2 separate regions of the Sus scrofa genome follow, and region 2 is linked to region 1. The links are chromatin contacts, called in public HiChIP or PLAC-seq maps. All regions are on one chromosome and are shown on one strand. Each heading gives the region's core, a stretch centred on a gene start, on an enhancer-like site or on the middle of the called end of the contact. The rest is flanking DNA. Distances are from core to core; before and after follow the strand shown. Region 1 overlaps TM9SF4 (transmembrane 9 superfamily member 4). Region 2 overlaps COMMD7 (COMM domain-containing protein 7).

Region 1 (5,926 bases), core at 1,304-3,803:
CAGGCCAGGCCCCATGTCCCTGTCAGCCTGTTTTCCAGACTTTGGTGCGTCCATTCCTCTTCAGTAAGGTCAGCTCCTGGGGTTCTCTGTCCTCCTGGTGACGAGGAGAGTTCTTGGCAGCAGAAAGGACCATAGGAGCCAGAGGCCACCTGGGAGTTGACCCTGTCTTCCGGGAGCCCCGAACCCCTTCTCCCAGAGCAAGTGAGCCCTTAGAGGACCAGGGTAACCCCTGGTACCAAATCAGAGAAGCCTCTAAACCTGGCCTTCTGAAACCGTCCTCCTGGCTACTGAAGGCCCAGGGGAGCTCAGCATATCCCTGCTCTGGCTGATATCCTGGCACTTAGTAAGTCTTAGCATCAGGGACACCCTCCTTCCCTCCCCCGTTCTGACTTAAACGCCCTCAGTATAGAAGAGCTATGACGGTGATTGTTCTGGAAGGATCAAAAAAGTTTACTGAATTCTTGAATTCATCAGGCACTTTTCCCAGGCCACTGTGTGCTTAGAGAGGGGGATCTACAGAACTGTAAACCCAGCCCCCCCCTCCCCCCCGGGAGGCCTCCCACTAGAAACCTTCTAGGGTCTCCCTCTGCAGTCCCAAGGCAAACCTCTTCTCTCTGTCCCAGACCTCTCTCTGCATCCAGTGGCACCATCACCCACCCAGGCCTGCAAGGCAGACACCTGGGTGGCTCCCTTCCGCCTCCTCCCAAGTGCTCCGCCTCCCCTCACACCTCAAGTGGCATGAATTCCCTCCCATCTCCATCCCCAAGACTCTAGCCTGGGTTTAGGCGTATTTGCCTCTTGCCTATCCAAGGACCCCAGGTTTCCAGCAGGGTTCCAACCCTCCATGGTGTGCCCTGCCTCCCTCCACAGGCAGGCACCTGCTGCAGCCACGGCTGTGCAGGCGTATGAGTGCTCTGCTCCCCTCCAGCCTCTTTAAGTCTTAGCTCCTGGGACACCCTCCCTCCCTCCCCCATTCTGACTTCAGTGTCCTCCTTGGCAGAGGAGCCTGGGCAGAGCCTCATATCTACAACGAATGCCAGTGTCTGTGGTTCTCCATTTCTGGGTCTGAAGTTTTTTCATGTTCTTCCTGGTATCTAGCACAGTGCCCAGTCCATAAATTTTAGCCAAGAAGGAAGACAGATGAGGAATTCCCTGCTACACAGCAGAGTAAAACAGGAAGATAGGAAGAGGGGAAGTGACATTTGAGCTGGGTCTTGGAGGAAGAGGGTTTCAGTTGGATGGAAGCAGCCATCAGGGAGGCCTGAGGTTCTGGAATCTCCTAAATCTCACTCCTGGCTCTGTTGTTACCTTGATTGGAACCTTGACCAGCCCTCTGAGCCTTGGTTTCCCCATCTCTCCAGTGGGAGCTGGTTGTACCCACCTCTCAGGTTGTCGTGTGGATGGAAGGCTGCTGGCTCAGCCTTGGCACCCAGGAGGCAGATACCTGAGATGTCAGTGACTTTACCTACATAAGGCCTGGGTTCAGGGACATGGTAGAGCAGTGGCTAGTTACTGGGTGTGGGCGGCTTGGGGCCAAAGGTAAAGCTGGCCGCAAGGCCAAGAGCCAGATTGCAGGGAGGCTCAGGCATCGTGATCAGTGACCGTCCTGGATGCTCAGACAGCCGCATTGGTGGAGGAGGCTTAACTGCAGGTCTAGGGCTTTGGCTCCCCATGCCCGCGCCCCAGCCCCAGAGATCTTGACTGGGTGGAATACACTGCAGGGGTTAGGAGCGGGGCTCTGCAATCAGGATGCCTGGGTTGGAACCTCTGAACCCCTTAACAGACTGTGTGAAGTTGGGGTAGGGGTATTTAACATTACTGGGTCTCAGTGTCTTGTTTAAAAGGGATAATGACAGTCCTTCCCATCTGGGGGGCAGCAGGATTAGGTGAGATGATGTGTGTGGAGGCCAGCGCCCACCACCCCTAAATCCCAGTTAAAGCCTACCCTCCACGCTAGACAATTTGGATGGGGGCCCCGGCATTCATGCTTTGTAAAGTTTTACTTGGTCATCTTCACCAAATGCTTATTGAGCACAACTGTTCTAAGTGCTGGGAGCACAGTCATAAGCAGAACATGGTCCTCCCAAGAGCTTATTTATAGCTGTGGGGTAGGTGACACTGACCAGGTGACATCAGCTGTGATTACAAACTCGGGTGAGGACAAGGAGGGGGTGGCTCAGGGAGTTAAAAGGACAGAGAGCAGGAGGCTTGCCTAGTCAGGTCAGGGAATGCTTTGTGGAAGGGATTTTCCTTGAGCTGAGTCCTGCAAGACAAGGAGGGCTTGAGAACCTCCAGTCTGGGAGCCTCGACGGGGCAGGTGGGTGCTACACAGATGTAGCTCCCCAGCCTGGTCTCTCTCCTCCTAGACGGCGACACTGTACCCTGGCGTGGTTTTCGGCATCTGCTTCGTGTTGAATTGCTTCATCTGGGGAAAGCATTCGTCAGGAGCGGTAAGTGCCCTCCCCGGCAAGGGAGGGCCAGCTGAGCTCAGGCCCACTCCCACAGGTCACTTCCTGCCATTTCCTTCCCTTTTCTGAGTCCCCAGAGGTCTGTTCCCAGCCCTGGGGGTGAGGACTGGCCGGGGTTTCCCCAGCCCTGTGTGTCCTTCTGCCCTGACCTTCCTGTGGGCCCTTTCAAACAGCTGACCAAAGTTCACTTCTCTAAAGGGAGCTTTCCACGGTCCAGGGGCCAAGTGGGGAATCTCCCTTTGTCTCACCCAAGGGAAAGCTGCCTAGTATGACTTTATTAGTCAGTATCCCCAAGCAGGGCTCTCCTCCCCGCGTGCCCCGAGCTCAGCCACAGCCCCCATGGGAGGTCTATCCTCAGAGTGGGGAGCCTGCCAGCTCCAGTCATCACGCAGGATTGTAGACTCAATTGGGGATGGGAGACGGGGTCAGATTAGCAGGGTGGCGGTCAGGGTGGGACAGGCATTGGCCATCGCAGCCTCAGCAGATAGAGCCACCTCCCCTCCACCTGCCAGTACCTGCTGAAGATCCTTGGGTGAAGTTTCCAGTCCAGGCTGCCCAAGGACTGCGTTCTTCCCAGCAATCCAGGGAGCTGCCCTCAGAAAAGACAGGGACATATTCTTCCTCCCACTTCCTCTTTTTTATACTTGTCTCCCTTCTCTCTCTCCCAACATTTTTCTCCAAATTACCAACTGCTCATTATAAACAGTCATTGTAGATATTTTGGAAAGGAAGGTACAGAAGAGTTAATGTTGGGAGTTTCCATTGTGGCTAGTGGAAACGAACCCATCTAGTATCCATGAGGACGAGGGTTTGATCCTTGGCCTCACTCAGTAGGTTAAGGATCCAGCGTTGCTGTGAGCTGTGATGTAGCTCGCAGACATAGCTCGGATCCTGCGTCGCAGTGGCTGTGGTGTAGGCCAGGGGCTGCAGCTCTCATTTGACCCCTAGCCTGGGACCCTCCGTGTGCTGTGGGTGCGGCCCTAAAAAAAGACCAAAAAGGGGGGGGGGGAGTTATTGTAGATCTTTTGCATGTTTTTACAGACTTTTTACCTAGCTTTAGATATATAATTTTTAAATTATAAAAGCAAACATTTATGTAGTGCTTACTTTGGAATAAGTACTGTTCTAAGCACTCTGCAAATGTTAATTCATTCCATTTGCACAAGTCTTATAAAAAGGTAAAACTGGGATTAAAGAACAAAATGAAAAGTCAGTTCTAATCCCCCTACCCCGTCTGAGAAAGTGCAACTTTTTGTGCCTTTAGGCACATTTATATGTAAGTATTGGGGTGTTTTTATTAAAGTGGAGTCTTGTACACACAGTTTTATATCTTTTTTCACTTAGTGTAGATCGTGGTGTTTTCACTGAACAAAACTGGGAGCACACTATTTGTGCAGTTCTCTTTTTTCCCTTCATTCTGGCCCTTTGTTCCCCCTTCGTGCTCTCAGTCCTTCTTTCCTTGTTCTTTCCCCCCATCCTCCCTGGTGACAAGCTCCTGCAGGATGCCCTGCTCAGCTGGTCCTCCATCTGCCCTCTGCTTTTCCGAGGGGACAGCCCCAGGTCCCTCTGGCCAGTAGCCTGTGGGGAGCGTGTCTGCAGGACTTTCTCCACCAGTCTGGTCCTGCTGTGTCCCTCCTGCCCTGGGGCCCAGGAGGTCCCCCTCCCCCTCCCCACTTGGGCTTCAGGGCTGGAGGAGCCTCATGGTGCTGTGCCCACAGGTGCCCTTCCCCACCATGGTGGCCCTGCTGTGCATGTGGTTCGGGATCTCCCTGCCCCTCGTCTACCTGGGCTACTACTTCGGCTTCCGGAAGCAGCCATATGACAACCCCGTGCGTACCAACCAGATTCCCCGGCAGATCCCCGAGCAGCGGTGGTACATGAACCGATTTGTGGGGTGAGTCTCCAGCAGGGGCCAGGCAGGGGGCTTCAGGAGTAGGCAAGGCCAACACTCCCCTGAGCCATCTCCTCAGAAAGACGTGGATGAGGGTACCTTCCCCCCACGGGTGCTGGGACAGGTGCTCCTGCAGCCCCGTTGGGCTCTAGTCAACTTCGGGAAAGCTTAGCTTCACTCCAAGACAAAGAGGACCAAGTTGTAGCCAGACTTGGTGTTGGCCAGGGAAGGGGGCAGGGTGGGAAGGTGCAGTGAGACAGGTTAAGACTACCTTGGACCTTGCAGTTTCCGTCATGGCTCAATGGTAATGAACTCGACTAATATCTGCAAGGATGCAGGGTCAATTCCTGACCCTGCTTGGTGGGTTAAGTATCCAGCGTTGCCGTGAGCTGTGGTGTAAGTCACAGGTGTGGCTGGGATCTGGCAAGACCACCTTGGACCTTGAGCAAGTCACCCCACCTCTCTGTACCTCAGTTTCCCCACCTGTAAAATGGGGGAAATGATATCTACCTCTGAGGCAATAGTGGTACAAAGGCATGCTGCAAGAATTAGAACCACAGTGCTCTCATTTGTGCTGGCTCAAGCAGGAGCCCGAAGCATCCCGTGGCCCAGGTCTCCCAGCAGTGTTAACCCTCCCGTTCTCTGCAGCATTCTCATGGCAGGGATCCTGCCCTTCGGCGCCATGTTCATCGAGCTTTTCTTCATCTTCAGTGTAAGTATTGCTACCTGCTCCCCAGTCCTCACTGTCCCCTACACTGTCTGGTCCCTAATCCCCCGCTTAGGTGCTCTGCCTCTTCTGCCTATGAAATCTCAGACAGGCCTTTTAACCTCTCAGAGCCCTCATTCTTCGCCCTAAATTAGGGTAGCAATCCTGCCTCTCAGGACAGCTTGGAAGGTTAAGTGCGATGTGCTGTGTGTACAGGTTCTGGTGTGGGAAGGGCTCAGTGAGTAGCTGCTCTAGTAATATTGTAATCGGTCACCACCATTATTAATATATCATTTTTGCATCTGCCTTGATTTCCGGGTCCCTCCACGTCTTTATCCATTTTGCCAAACTTCTAGCAAAGTGCGGGGAATGATGCCCAATTCTCAGGATCATTGTGAGGCTGGAACGTGATAGAATGTCTATAAAAGGCACAGCGCTGGGCATTCAGGAAAAATGCTTGTTACTTTGTAGCTGCTGCTGTAATGATTACCCCTCTCCCAGAGGTGCCAAGATGAAAGTTGGCAGAAGGGTTCTTCGGAGCCATCTAAAGCTACCCAGCAGAGAGAGGGCCTTCCACTAAGTCAGTGCTGGACAAGCATTTGCTCCTTTAGAGTGGTCCAGCCCCTCCCTGCTGCCCCCCTCTCACCCACCTAGCCCTGCCTAGGTAAAGGATCAGAGGACAGGTTGGCTGCTTGCCCAGGGAGGCCACTTCTATTCTGGGCCAATCCCTGGCCTCTCTGAGCCTTGACTTCCTTCACTGTAAAATGCCACTCTTTCATAGGCTGACATGTGGAGATGCACATAAAGCATGTAGCACTGTGCCTGGCACATGGTGAGCTGTCCCAGCTAGAGCTGGCTGCT
Region 2 (5,708 bases), core at 2,513-5,012, 440 kb after region 1:
CATGTGTCAGCGGTGGGGAGGGAGGTGTCCAAGCAGAGGACCCGGTCTGCTGGCCCGGCGGGAGGAGGAGGGGCAGAGGCCAGGCTAAGAACCCCAAAAGCCATTACGCCTGGTTGTTCTCGAGGCCCAAGGCCCAGCATCTGGAGCTGAGGTCTCCGGGGCAGAAGCCCTGCACTTTGCAACGGCCTTAAAAGGCTGGGATCAGAGTAACTGTGGCCAACATGTTAAACGCTTGCCATGGCCCAGCACAGTTCTGGCTCTTCCCAGGTTTTTTCTCAGTTAATTCTCCAGTCTTTTAAGGGGCAATTGTTCTCCCCATTCTGCAGATGAGGAGACTGAGGCTGGGGAAGCTGAGTAGATTTCTCAGGATCCACAGTGAGTAAGTGGGGAGTCAGACTCACTGCTGATACCGGGGCCATCGAGGAGGAACAAGGCTGAGAGAACAGGAGTCCCACTGGGGGGCCAGCCTGGACGGTGCTGGGATGACCGAAGAGAGGGGGACAGGGGCAGGCCGGTTGGTGTCCATGTTCCAGAGGTGCAGAGCAGCGGCACCTGGGAGGACTAGGGGGACCGGGCCTGGCTGGGGAGAGTGGGGCAGGCTTCTCGGTAGAGGTGTCCCCCCTTCCTCTCCTGTCCTGGGAAATGGACATGGAAACTGTGGGTGACTGTCTCTGACCCTTCATGTGGGCTGGCCACCCTCGGCTGGACCTGGAGAGCAGTGTGAAAAGGCTGAGCTGAGCAGTGGCCCCTCTCCTGGCCCCTCCTCCTGGGCTCCCCGCACCCTCCACCCAACCCACCCGGTGGTGCCAAAGCTTATTCTGCATCAGGAGGCGGCCAAGTGACACAAGGTGCTCTAACTTATCTAATTCATTTTTTTTGCTTTTTACGGCCACACCTGTGGCATATGGTGGTTCCCAGGCTGGGGGTCGAGTAGGAGCTGCAGCTGAGGCCTATGCCACAGCCACAGCAACATGGGATCCGGGCCACGTCTGTGACCTACACCACAGCTCACAGCAATGCCAATCCTTAATCCACTGAGCACGGCCAGGGATTGAACCCAAATCCTGACAGAGACAATGGTGGGTCCTCAACTCACTGAGACACAAAGAGAACTCTAAACTGAGTTAATTCTTACACCCACCTAATAGAGACAGGGGACGCGAGCTCACACTGTGAGGAAGCTGCCCAAGTCCCCAGCAGATGGGGGATTCCAACCTCAACTGTCTGTCTCCCGGGCCTGGCCCCTAACCCCTACCCAGACGTGGAACCCTGCCCACCCTGGCTCCCACCCTGCCAGGCTGCCATTCCAGCAGACACATACTCAAGGTCCCACTGCGTCCCCACAGCCCGAGCCTGGACTCACACCACACCAGCACATCCTCGTGATTTAAATCTTGGAGCGGCCACTTCCTCGTTTGGGAATAAGAACACAATCCCCCATTTGGATAGAACTCAAGCTTTTTTAAAGACATCGCTTTAAAAGAAGAAGCAAGAATCCTCTTTCAACCGGCTAACCTGGAAATGCACTCCACCTGCAGCTGTTTGAAAAGGTCAAGTGACTGCACCTCCCCAGGCCTCGGTTTCCCCTTCCGACATAAGGGGTGGATAACACCCATCACAAGGATGAAAGGAGATACCTTGAGCCAGGGCCAGGCACACAGTAGGTGCTCTGACGAGTGGGTTTTTTTTCCATCGAGGGTCACAACCACCTCCAGGACTCTCCCAGGGTCTGGCCCTGAACTATGGATGTTTTGAATCTTGGTGTGTTTGAAACATACAGAACATACAGAAATGAGCTGCCCCTGGTTGGAGCACTCCTGGCTGGCACGAGCGTAATCACATAACAAAGCCTCTGTTGCCAGAGTGTCTTCCTGGGCTGGGGGTACCCGGTCGCCTGCCTTCTTCCTCACAGCTTGCTCCGTGGGGGGTCCTGTGGTTACCCCACCTTGCAGGTGGAGAGACCAGGGCTCCGGCGCACAGCCAGTGAGTGGTGGAAGTAGGATTTGTTTTTCTGTAGAAGTATATTTATTGACATGGAAAGATGTTTACAATGTATTATTAAATGAAAAAGCAGCACATAGGGCAACAGAGTATAATTTGGGAGAGTATCATTAAAACATAACAGTGGTTGTCTCTAGGTGATAGGATTATGGACCTTAACTTTTTTTTTTTCTTTTTTCTTAGGCTTATGTGTATTTCCCAATTTTTTACAGCAGCTTTATGGAGATACAATTCACAATAGCATACAGTTTACTCATTTAGTGCCCAACTCAATGGCTCTTAGCATCATCACAGAGTCGTGCAACCATCACCACTGTGTTCTAATAGTGTCATCATCCCTTCCCCTCAAACCCTACCCATCAGCAGGGACCCCCACCCCCCGACTTCCTCCAACCCCCTCCCTAGACTTGCCTGTTCTAGACAATTCACACAAATGCATCCACGCACTATGTGGTCATCATGACCGGCTTCTTTCACTCAGTGTATCTTCAAGGCTCATCCGCGCTGTAGCGTGTCTCATTATGTCATTCCTTTTCACGGTCAAGTCATATTCCATCTTATGTTTATTAGTTCCTCAGTCGAAAAGCACTTAGGCTCTTTCTACCTTTTGGCTATTACAAATAATGCTAGTGATGTTTGTGTAAGTTTTGGGTGTGGACACACCGTTTCACTTCTCTGGGGTAGAGAGCTGGGAGTGGGATTGCCGGGTCATGGGGTAATTCTGTTTAACCTTTGGAGGAACTGCCAGGCGTTTTTCTAACATGACTGCACCGCTAACATTCCCGCCAACGGCAGAGAAGGGCATGGTGTCTCCACATTCTCACCAACCTGTGTTATTCTCTGTCTTTCGGATTCTAGCCACCGTAGCGGGTGTGACAAGGTCGCTCGTGTGGTTTGGGTTGCACGTGCCTGTCCCTGATGGCTGGTGATGTTCATGAAGCGTCTTTCATCTGCTTGTTGGCCATTTATCTTCCTTGCAGAAAGTCTATGTCCTTTGCCCATTAAAAAAAAGTGGGGGGGGGGGGCGTGGGAATTTCCGTTGTGACTCAGGGAGTTAAGAACTCGACTAGTATCCACGAGGATGTTGGCCTCACTCAGTGAGTTAAGGATCTGGCACTGCCGAAAGCTGCCGCACAGGTTGCAGATCCAGCTCGGGTCTGGCATTGCTGTGGCTGTGGTATAGGCTGGCAGCTGCAGCTTTGATTTGATCCCTAGCCTGGGAACTTCCATATGCCACAGGTGTGGCCCTAAAAAAAAAAAAGAAAGAAAGAAAAATGAGACGTGGCGTTCTCTTGTGGTGCAGCGGGTTAAGGATCTGGCGTTGTCACTGCAGCGCTTGGGCTGCTGCTGTGCTGTGGCTTCAGTCCCTGGCCCAGAAACATCTTTGTGCCAAGGGCACAGACAAGAAAAAAAAATTGGGTTGTGTCTTTATTATTAAATTATTGGCAGTAGGATTTGAACCCAGGTCCTGTTCTACCAACAGATCCTGCACTCGCAGGCGTGCACCCTTGCTTCCAAGGTGATCTGGAAGCACCTGAGGTCCTGGCCACCCTTGGGGCAGGTGAGGGCCAGCAAGCTGCCTGCAGAAGTGAGCCTGGCGGGGGCCCAGCCCACAAGAGGTGCCCAGTCCGCAGATGGACAGACAGATGAACAACTCTATCTCCAGGAACCAGTGAGCTAAAGGGGAAGAAACAAACCACTCAGAGTGAAAAGTCTGCACCCCAGAAGGAGGAAGCTCCAGGGGCCCTGCTCCAGGAGGTGGAGATAAAGCTCCACGCGGCCAAGCGGCCACCATGGCAACTGCTTCTCACGGAGGCGCTCAGTGCTGGTGACCTATCTGCCTGTTTTTAGGCTACTGACTGTTGGGCCATGTGCGGCTGGGAAGGGGAGGCCCAGGGAGATTATCAGGGAACCCGAGATCATATCTGTCCAGCGTGGGGGCTGAATGGGTCTGCAGGCGTGGCCGCTGGGCAGAGGAGAGTGGGGCCTGATGGGGTGTGGCCCACGGTGGCTCCGCTGCCCTGGCCATGGGAGCCCACTGTTTTGTTACCAAGGGAACTCGTGTCTTGAACATCTAGCTCTGGAGTCCAATGACCTGGCTCCAACCCCAGGCTCACTGTCTCCTGGTTGTGTGTCTGGGCAAGTTACTTCCCCTCTCTGAGCCTGGGTTCCCCTCCGGGGCGCTCTCTACGGATGGTGCTAAACAGGGTGAGATGAAATGAGAGCATAACATGGTCTTAACGTGGCCTCCGGTGGGGCCAGGCTGCTGGCGGCGCAGCTGGGGGCAGTAGGGCACCCACGGCACATCCCCGGGCCCGACTCAGAGCTAGAAGAAGGCCACCCTGGCCATCTGGGAAATAGAAGCCACAGGCTCCCCTGAGAGCTCCTGAGACCAGCCACTTGCAAGAAGCTTCGCCCTCAGACAGGAGCTTCAGTGCACGGCTGCTGAGTGGGCAGCTTCCGGAGACCCCAGAGCGAAGGTGGACCGTGCAGTGGCCATGACAGTAGCCCTTCACTCAGCAACCTGGGTTCAAATCCCAGCAGCACCACTTACTAGATATGAACCTTGGGCTAGGACTTGTCTCTCTGTGCCTTGGTTTACCCTTTGGAAAATGGAGCTGATGACAGCGCTTACTTTATAAAGTGGTTGTCAAGATTAAATGTGTTAAGACAGGGAAAATAAGGATTAAAGTCTTAGCTTTTTAAAAAATTTTTGGCCACACCCACAGCATGTGGAAGTCCCCTGGCCAGGGATTGAACCCATGCCACTACAGCGAAAACACCAGATCCATAGCCCACTGTGCCATAAGAGAACTCCAAGTCTTAGCTTCAAAATAAAGGTGAGGGAAGCTTCTGTTGTGGCTCAGAGGGTTAAGAACCCGACTAATATACATAAGGATGCAAGTTCAATCCCTGGCCTCGCTCAGTAGGTTAAGGATCTGGCGTTGCCGCAAACTGCGGTGTGGGTCATGGATGCAGCTCAGATCCACTGTTGCGGTGGCTGTGGCACAGATTTGCAGCTGCAGCTCTGAGTCGACCCTTAGCCCAGGAACTTACATACGCCACAGGTGCGGCCCTAAAAAAGACAAAAATTTAAACATCTGAAAATTAAAATAAAGGCTAGAGGAGTTCCTGCTGTAGTGCAGTGGGATCGACAGTGGCTCTGCAGCTGCAGGGATGTGGGTTTGATCCCTGGCCTGGCGCAGGGGGTTAAGGATTCAGCATTGCTACAGCTATGGTGTAGGTCACGGCTCTGGCTTGGATTCGATTCCTGGTTCTGGGAACTCTATCTATATGCCTTGGAGTGGCCAAAAAGACAAATAAATAAATAAGTGAATAAATAAGTAAATAAAGAAATAAACAAAACAAAGGCTAGAGCATCTTCCAAATCCTTTTATTTGGACCCTATGTCCCAAGATTCCTCCAGTTGCGTGGTGGAGGGGGAGGTTTTGACTATGGTGGCATTTCCCAAAGTGGCTTCCATAGCCCTCTGAGCTCATGAGATGGTCCAGGACAGCTGAAAGGACACCGTTGTCAGAGAGGCCTAGCTGCTGTGTAGACAAAGCCGCGGCCTCTCAGAATCTCACGATGCACCTGAAAGGCGCTGAGAAACCTTGCAGAGAAGAAACCGTGTCGTCGGATGTTGAAGTCGGTGTTTCCCAACTTTATTTGATTATGTTTCAGGTGGCATTTCCCAAACATATTTG

What was found. HiChIP or PLAC-seq counts read pairs in DNA pulled down with a chosen protein or histone mark.
Region 2: an H3K27ac HiChIP or PLAC-seq map of alveolar macrophages shows a contact between it and region 1. The contact joins two enhancer-like sites. A contact is called at or near these places in 1 of 47 Hi-C or Micro-C datasets (epiblast stem cells) and 1 of 2 datasets of contacts at active chromatin or transcription factors (alveolar macrophages).

Annotation. Positions count from the first base shown.
Region 1 is chr17:35,810,003-35,815,928 of Sscrofa11.1, forward strand. It overlaps TM9SF4 (transmembrane 9 superfamily member 4), which reads left to right. Exons shown (of 18, transcript XM_005672825.3): 13 at 2,367-2,450; 14 at 4,187-4,362; 15 at 5,008-5,071. Among named protein-coding and RNA genes, the nearest start is that of PLAGL2, 44 kb to the right of the region's middle. Within about 2 kb of position 2,554, at least 13 of the 83 cell types and tissues checked have an H3K27ac peak or open chromatin away from gene starts, as enhancers often do. A contact at or near this core is called in alveolar macrophages, where this site is marked.
Region 2 is chr17:36,250,864-36,256,571 of Sscrofa11.1, forward strand. It overlaps COMMD7 (COMM domain-containing protein 7), which reads right to left. Exons shown (of 7, transcript XM_021077441.1): 7 at 5,380-5,614. The coding sequence ends at 5,585. Among named protein-coding and RNA genes, the nearest start is that of NOL4L, 53 kb to the left of the region's middle. Within about 2 kb of position 3,763, at least 5 of the 83 cell types and tissues checked have an H3K27ac peak or open chromatin away from gene starts, as enhancers often do. A contact at or near this core is called in alveolar macrophages, where this site is marked.